2 separate regions of the Mus musculus genome follow, and region 1 is linked to region 2. Evidence: chromatin contacts called from public HiChIP or PLAC-seq data. All regions are on one chromosome and are shown on one strand. Each heading gives the region's core, a stretch centred on a gene start, on an enhancer-like site or on the middle of the called end of the contact. The rest is flanking DNA. Distances are from core to core; before and after follow the strand shown. Region 1 overlaps Gm38820 (a long non-coding RNA gene). Region 2 overlaps Aqp1 (aquaporin 1).

Region 1 (3,928 bases), core at 910-3,409, 450 kb before region 2:
TATTCAAACTGTAACTTGTACATATTCAAACTGCCATTGTCTTGACCTGCTCAGTGAGGCCATAGCCCCAAGGATAGATGAAGAGGAAACATAACCAAAGTTGAGGCTTTTCTCCTTCAGCAATAGGCAGTATTTCCCATCTCCTTGGGGCTTTTGGGGGGTTGCAGAGTATCTCAGCTTTGCTACTGTTGACATTTTTGATTGGCTATTCTCACTGTGGCAAAATTTTTCTCTATTACAGGTGTTAACTGTATCCTTGACCTTGACACACTCGATGTCAGCTGCACCTCCTGTCGCACTGATTATGGCAATCAAAACTGTCTCCAGACATTGGCAAATGTCTCCTGCAGATAGCTTCCATCCTTATGCTGAGACCCTTGTGCTGGCCCACACAGAAGCAAGGCTGAGAAACATCTGCACTGAGAACAGAGTAGGACCAGGCAGGATATCACTTTTACTAGAAGTTGTTAGAACGTTTGGACTGCTTTGACAGTGTTTTCCTTACCAATAGTGAGCCATGGGTGCGTATTTCAGGTCTCTGGACAATCATCAAGTGTGTAGGGGCCATGGGATCAGCTCTGGGCCGCATGTTTCTTCTGCCTGAACTCAGCACTTAAGCTAAGGCCTCTCATGAAAGGTTTCTGTTGGCCTTGTCCTGTGGCCAACAACTCTAGTGAACCATGTAAGGTACCAATCTTGTTGTGAAGCCGTCAGGGATGTTTCTGATCGCAGCTTGCCAGCCCACTCTCCCACTACCATAGAGCAAAATGCTTCTCATTGCCCTTTGCCTGTGTTACCTCACCTGTGTCTGGAGCAGGGATGGACTCTGACCCTCCTCTACTTCCTTCTCTCGTTTGATTTTGAAGACTTAGCTAAGGGGCTCTTCCTCCATGAAGCCTTCTGTGTATACACAAACACAGAGATACAGAGAGAGAGAGAGAGAGAGAGAGAGAGAGAGAGAGAGAGAGACCCCATCTGTAAATTCTTATGGCCTTCAAGGACTGCCTCTTTCAGAGCATCATGTGACACCTTAGTGAGACTTTTGGTGTGGTTTTATGTACCACAATGGGTGATGTCCATGCACCAATTTTTGACCCTCTGCTCTCACCACCCCCCTCACCCCCACACACAGGACAGATGTTACCAGCTGGTAAAGCAGATCTAATAAAAATGACTTCTCAGAGATTCCTGACCACACCAAGGCTGTCCACAACCTACAGTCAACCGGACAGGTTAGACGTCTAAATAGATCTTTATTTCTGAGCAACATAAATGAAAGACTCTAAAAAAACAAAGAACTATATTGGCAACAATGAGAAGAGCATGCCCTGTGTAGAAAGGCCTCCATCCAAAATGCCAGCCTGAAGCCCTCTTTATTCCGAGTATGTGTTGAGAGCTCTTGTCTCCAACCTGGCACCGACGTAGTTAAAGCTTCACCATTTGCTTGTGTGAGGCTGATTCTGCTGACTTTATTTCAAGCAATCAGAAATATCTAATTTGCATTCACATTCACATCAGTGGCCCATATGTTAGCCCTGTTTAAAAGCTATAGGCTTGCATTCATTATGAAAGACTTGGCTCCCCTCCTTATCTCTTCACTTTAAAATTACTGAGACACTGTCGCTACAAAGGGTTATATTTAGCAAAGGCCCAGCGTCTCCCAGTGCGTATGTGTCTCTGCCTGCATGTCTGTGTCTGAGAAGGATCTGATATTTGCATCTTTCTCCAAAATATCGTAGAACTTTCGAAACTGGAAAAGGAAGAACTGTCTCTTTCTCCACCCCTTTCCCATGCGACAGCACTGCCTCCCACCTAGGGCATCAATAAAATACCACGTGGAAATATTTCAGTGCGCAGGATTCCAGACCACACCCTAAGCCTCTGAGAAGCAGGCCTCTGCCCCTTGGGTGAGCCTCAGTAGGAAAATCAGTGCTTTTGTGAAGGTCCCAGCCAGGGTGGCCTCCCACACTCTGTCATAGTCTGATCGCCACTATTCTCTTATTCTATTTACTAAACTCCTAGTATGGGATAAGCACTCAGAGGGCTGATGGTACTGCTTTCTGTCAGCGAGCAAAGACAGCAGGAGGCAGCACCTCAGCAATTACAGCCCCTGGGAAAATGCTTTGCACTCACTAGGATGTACAAAACACTGGGGCAAAGCCAGAGCTGGGCTCTTCCTGGAAGATCAGGGCGGCAGGCAGGGCTTGCAGGGCAGGGCAGGGTGCTTGTCAAAAGCTGTGCACATTAGGCCTTTGTATTCTGGCAGGAATTCCAGGACCAAAAGATAAGGAGAAAATAAAAGGAAGCAGGGTGTGTAAGCAAAGAGCACCTTTGTCCTACTCTAAGGCAGATGGGTCCCTGTGGGCACACCCTCCCCCATCTTTGATGGCAGAGCTAAAAGATGCAAATGGCTGTGGCGTGTAAAACCCCCAACAACAGAGTCTTTGTTCTCTAGGAAGACTTACAAGAAACTGTTAAACAGGGGGATTCTACAAAAAGTAGAGAAGACAGAGAAAGCAGTCAGAAGCCTGTATCCTTTTATCATGCTTGCAAGTGTTTTCTTCTTCTTTCTCTGCACAGGCACTGGTATTTAAAGAAAAAAAAAAAAAAAAGGAAGGTATTTTTAATTGATAAATTCTGGGAAGCATTCCATTGAAAAGATTTTATCCTTAGAGAAGCTAATTACAGAAGATGAATCATGACAGCAAGTTTAACAGATTAGATAAAGTGAAAGAAGCAATAACCTGTGTATGTTGAATATCTTCATATTAAATCTTCCCTCCCATGCCCCTGGACTGAGAGTGAACTCAGAAAAACTCAGAAGACCCTGATGCTGTAGGAGGGGAGTTCCAGGAAGGACACAGTACAGCGCCTTTTGTCCCAGTGTAGTGATGGAGGGCATCCTTGCTTCATGGAGGGTATCCTTTCTCCAGGACCAACAAGTAGAAACTTACCCCCACTCCCCATCACTACCATTAGAAACACTGCAAGCCTGAGGGTATAGTTAGGGATGGAGCACTTTCCCATGTGCCCCAGCCTGGGGCAGAACAGAGAGAAAGAGAGAAGAGGAGGGAGCACAGGAGAGTAAAGGGAGGGGAAAGGAAGCAAAAGTAGGGTAGAAGAGGGAGGCAGACACTTCTGTTTAACTTGGTGAGAGCTCATTTTATAGGAGTGTGACCTTAAATTTAGAGAGGAATGAAACAAGCCTTTTCAAGGGTCTGGGGTCCTGGTCCAGGATGACAATACTGGGAAATGATGGTCTTTGCTAGTTGTTCAAGAAAAATCTATACAATAGCACACACACACACACACACACACACAGAAGGGTGTGTTTATATCAGGAAAGCCCTTGGAATTCTGAAATGTGTGCTTCCTAAGGAGCCAACTGTTTGCAGCAAGCCCCAGTGTGTGTTTGCCCTTTTAGTAATCACACAGATTTTCCTAGATATTTGACCATCGCACTGGAAGATCTTTCATCTTGGCCAATGAGGAAAGAATGCAAGTGATTGCATAATTCTGGGTACTCCTGCTGGAAGACAATTCCACTCATCCTGCATCAGTCCACTTCTTTCCAACTGCATATGGAATCCCAGTTGAAGAAATCTAGGAGTTAAGGATGGCAAAATCTCAGCACCCTTGAATTTCTGAGTGTCTCTTTAAGCCATTAACAGCTGCCCTGCAAGAAGGACTTCTTCCTCTTCTCTCCTCTGCACTTGCTTGTCAATGACTGAACTGGATGCAGCCTGCCCTTGCAGGGAGTACAGGACTTGTCCACAGACTTACTTGACATGCACTAACTGCTTGCCAGTGCTGGCATTTGCAATAAGCCTTGGATAAGTCATTTTGTTTCATCCGTAAATGCAGTATTTTTGTGCTATGAAGCTAATGGGTTGATGAATGCAAAATGCCTGGTGAAGTATTTCAGGCT
Region 2 (4,082 bases), core at 1,394-3,893:
TCTCAGGGAGTGACTCACATCCCCTCCACTGCCTTGAAGCCCCAGCTTTGGACCTTTCTTGGCCAACCCCAAAGCTGTGTCCCCTACCCCCAGTGAGTCTTCTGGGGCAATGCCCACCTATCATTTGACTATAGTAAAGGCAACAGAGGTAGAATCCCAGTGTTCGGGTTTTTACTCTTCTAGTGGGCGCCGTGAACATGGCTGTCTCTAAGCCTCAGTTTCTGCATCTGCAAAATGGGTTTAAAGTCTCAGCTCCATCTAGACTCTAGAGCCTCTAGAAGATTCAAAGGTCACAGGCCATTTGGAGAAGGAGGCAAAGGTGAGAACTATGGGGTAGTGGAGATGGAAGTGAAGAATAGCTGCATCTGCCAGCAGAGGCTGCCTGAAGCTGGGACGGCTTGACGGAAGAATGACTACAAGTCCATAATGGCTATCTCCACTTCTGCCTGGAAAGCCTGTGGCCCTCGTTGACATTCATGGCTTTTCTCCCTCCATTTCCCTTACTCTCTTAGGCTGGCCTAATTGCTGGCTGGCAGAAGTCCTGCGCTGAACACTTCCTCACCAATGAATGGAGCGGTCCCTAAGCCTCCAGCTCGGATCCAATCCTCACCCTGCCCTTCTAACAGATGTAGCCAGAGCCAGTTTGTCTTTTCCTCTGGTTCTCAATTAGGGTTGAGTCCCAGGTCCTATTCAAGTTAGCACTTTCTGTCTACACAGAGCAGAGCAGGCCCTGGTTCCAGAGGTCTGAGTTCCCTGGAAGCAGGAGACAGCCATCTGGTCTTGGGAACTCCGGAAGAGCTCTGACTCCTGAGGGCCAAAGACAGGCTGGCAGCCTTCCCCTTCCAATGCCCACCACCATCTCAGCAGCATCCACCTCGTTTGCCTCGGCAGCTAATGAGGCCTGCTCTCCCGCCGCCTAATGGACTGAAGCTACTTATATCTTGGAAAACAGTAAGAGGGTTAGAGACGATAAAGGTCTGCGGAAACGCGCTGTCCGGGAAAGAGCAGGTTAGAAAAGCCAACCACAGCAATTGTGTACAGCCCACTACATTTCAAACGACTGCTTAAACAGGGCCCAAGCCCAGTTATTGTCGATTATCCCTGGAGAAGATTCATGTTTGCACATGTGTGCAGAGTGCAAGTTGCCTAGATTTTCACCGACTCTAGTCGAAAGAGCGACACTCGGTTTTGTGAACGCAGGTGTGAGTGATTGAACAGGCCACGCAGCTCTTGTGGAGCATTCAAAGCTGCTGGTCATTAGACCCTGGCGGGCTCAGGGCTTACAGCATAGTGCACCAGCTCTACCGAGCTTTCTATGGGACTAGGCTTCTTTCTGCCCCCATCTGCCACAGCCTCCTGGAATCATCACTGCAGTTGAGTATCTCAGAGAAGAGGAGTCCACTTGCCACCTAGCTGGTGTTTTTGTCCCTCCTGGTCTGGATGCCTTACCAGGTCTCTGCACACCTCTGAGGGGAGGCTCATTGAAAGTGCAGTTTCCAGACCTCCCAGCCTCTCTGTAATAGCTGACTCCAACAAAGCCCTTAGAGTGAAGGGCCCATGTCTTCACAGGTTAGCTGGGAAATGAACAGCCAACCAGTGGTCTTTGAGGATCATCTGTGAGGGGACAGAGCAGGTACATATATGCTTACCTCAGGGTTGACGTCACCCCAGGCTCATAAGCGGATGTGCTGGCTACAAGGGGACCAGACATCTCCCAGCTTGAAATGGGTTGCTGGCAGAAGGTGGCTCTGAGGCTGCCAGTGTCCCAGCCCAGGGTGGACCTCTGCATGCCACGCTACCTGAACCCTCCCTGCCACTTGAAGGCGGGCCACCAGGACAGCTCACAAAGTCCCAGGCATGGGGCCCTGACTTTGGATAAGGGCCTCCTGTGCCCCACCCTTGAGAAGCAGCAGAGTCCAGAGCCAGGCCTGGCTGAGGCTGAGCCTCTGCTCTCAAGGAACAGCTCAAGAGACATGGCTGTCTGCCCACCACATCGTCTCCAGTACTCAGCACTGGCCCACCAGGGAGCGGTGGGCCCCACCTCATCACCTCTCAGACAGCGCTTACGTATGCTCGGTGTACAGCTGTGTGGGTATGTGCCAACTGTGTCTACAAGTGGCCGTGTGTCTGCGGTGGTTTTCGCCTTGACTTTTTTTTTTTGTTAGACCTTAACGGGTTTATTACAGAATAGTTAAATGATCTAAGAACTATTGAAATATTAGACCTATAGTCAGTAAAAACAATTTAGACTAAAATTAAATTATTTTTAAAAAATGCACAACTACAGGAGTCAGATCAAACCATACTCAAAGTGAATGTTTTTAATAATCCTCCCTTAGAAATTGATAGAATGAGCCGGTCCAAAACAAAAAGGCTAAGAACACAAACAAGCGAGAATTAAACTACATAGGCAGCAATACTTGATTAAAGGAAAGTAGGGAAAGCCCTCACCTCGGGATTAGAGACTAGTCAGCCTTTTTAAGTCCCTGGGGAACATTTACACAAGCTGATAAGGTCCTGGCCAAGTCCTCCTGAGCAGAGCCCAGGATTCGCTGTGACACCATGCTGGGCATGCTCTGCAGAGCAGGGGCTCTCTGCAGCACAAAGTCCCAGCTGGCTTCTGTGTATTTGCACTGGTGTGTCTGATGGCATTTCTGAATGCGTCACTATGTCCCTCGTGCCCCATGCCCACAGGGGTGGTGCCACTACTATCTGGAGGAGGGAAGAGAGAGACCCCTTGAGCAAGGGCAGCTGCTCTCAAAGGCCCTTTATTTGCTCCCAGAGCCATTTTATCTTTCTGACAAGAAACAATACACAAAGCAAAGGTTTCCAGCTTCCTTTCTGCCTTTTCTTTACTGCAGGGCAAGGAGAGGAAGAGGCTCCCTTAAGAACCTTCCCCCTCCTGTGTCCACAGATCGAAGCAGGGTTGACAGCATGTTCTTTGCCCTATGTCATGTATGTGCATGTGTGTGTACATGCTTGTAGAAGGTTGAGCACAGCCCTGCCCTGACATAACCCTCTGTACAACCTAGACAAGCATCTATAACTTTCTTGGGTCTCATTTCCCAATAGCAAAATGCAGGCGGTGGCCTCCACTCTAGCCCCAAGCAATCTTCAGGTTCCTCCTTGCCTGAAGTCAGGTAGGCACCCTCTAGCCAGAATTCAGAAACCTGAGTTCAAGTCTCCATCTACCATTCTCAGTTTGGCATAAAGCCTGCGGCACAAAACCTCTTACCCACCTACACTGCACCTCCACACAGCCAAGCTCGCCCAGAGCAGTTCCTTGTCAGGTGGGTCCAACACGCATATTTCTAGAGATAGGGGGCTCATCTGTTTAGAGGAAGCCACTTCCTGAGTTAAAACAAATAATCCTTCATACAGAATAGAAACTCCCCTCTGGAGAGTCTCTTCTGGAATTTCAAGCCCCTAAAGGGCTTGAATCTCACACCTGCCCGATGTCTTTGATCTATGGGATTTAGTCTCTGTCCCAAGGATGCTTGGGAACATTAGCTGTTTGGGTAATTAAAGATAGCCCCCACCCTTTGCTCATCCCACTTGGGCTGTTCCCACTCATCCTAATACTGTGTGGTTGAGGAGCCAGCCCCTCTCGTCTCCAGAAAAGGGGCCAGAGAGAGGAGTCCCTGAACACTGAAGGCTTCGAGGACACTTTCCTGCCCTTATCTACAGGCATGAGGCTCAAGTTTCAACTGTCCAGGAGCCCTGAGACTCACAGGTGCTTCTAAAGAGTAGGGATAGGAAAGTTCCCAGGACAGAGAACTGCTACCAACAAGAACGTAAGGTTCTTCTGCCACCATGAATGGCCTCCAGTGGGGGGGGGGGGAGGGTGCTGGGGGGAGGAGAATGTGACCTGCGACACCCTGAGTGAGGACCTAGAGAGTAGGGCTGCGTAGGGGCCTCCAGATGAGCTGCTGAAAGATGCTCAGGCTAGAAAGGGGAGCACCAGGGCAGAGGGGCTGACTCTGTAGTGGGGGTACGGATCCAGCAGATGCTGCAGAGGACCCAGCCTCAGAATTTCTGTGGGAAGGAATGTCTGCCCTGCCACAAAGTTCCGCCTCTATACA

Evidence for each region. HiChIP or PLAC-seq counts read pairs in DNA pulled down with a chosen protein or histone mark.
Region 1: a contact with region 2 is called in an H3K27ac HiChIP or PLAC-seq map of extraembryonic endoderm stem cells. The contact joins two enhancer-like sites. A contact is called at or near these places in 6 of 39 promoter capture datasets (the 3T3-L1 cell line, embryonic stem cells, frontonasal cranial neural crest and 2 more) and 2 of 115 datasets of contacts at active chromatin or transcription factors (embryonic stem cells and extraembryonic endoderm stem cells).

Annotation. Positions count from the first base shown.
Region 1 is chr6:55,790,377-55,794,304 of GRCm38.p6, reverse strand. Gm38820 (a long non-coding RNA gene) reads left to right here. Exons shown (of 3, transcript XR_869126.3): 3 at 242-3,928. Among named protein-coding and RNA genes, the nearest start is that of Gm38820, 13 kb to the left of the region's middle. Within about 2 kb of position 2,159, at least 101 of the 459 cell types and tissues checked have an H3K27ac peak or open chromatin away from gene starts, as enhancers often do. A contact at or near this core is called in extraembryonic endoderm stem cells, where this site is marked.
Region 2 is chr6:55,340,387-55,344,468 of GRCm38.p6, reverse strand. The region is part of intron 1 of Aqp1 (aquaporin 1); the gene reads right to left. Among named protein-coding and RNA genes, the nearest start is that of Aqp1, 6.1 kb to the right of the region's middle. Within about 2 kb of position 2,643, at least 53 of the 459 cell types and tissues checked have an H3K27ac peak or open chromatin away from gene starts, as enhancers often do. A contact at or near this core is called in extraembryonic endoderm stem cells, where this site is marked.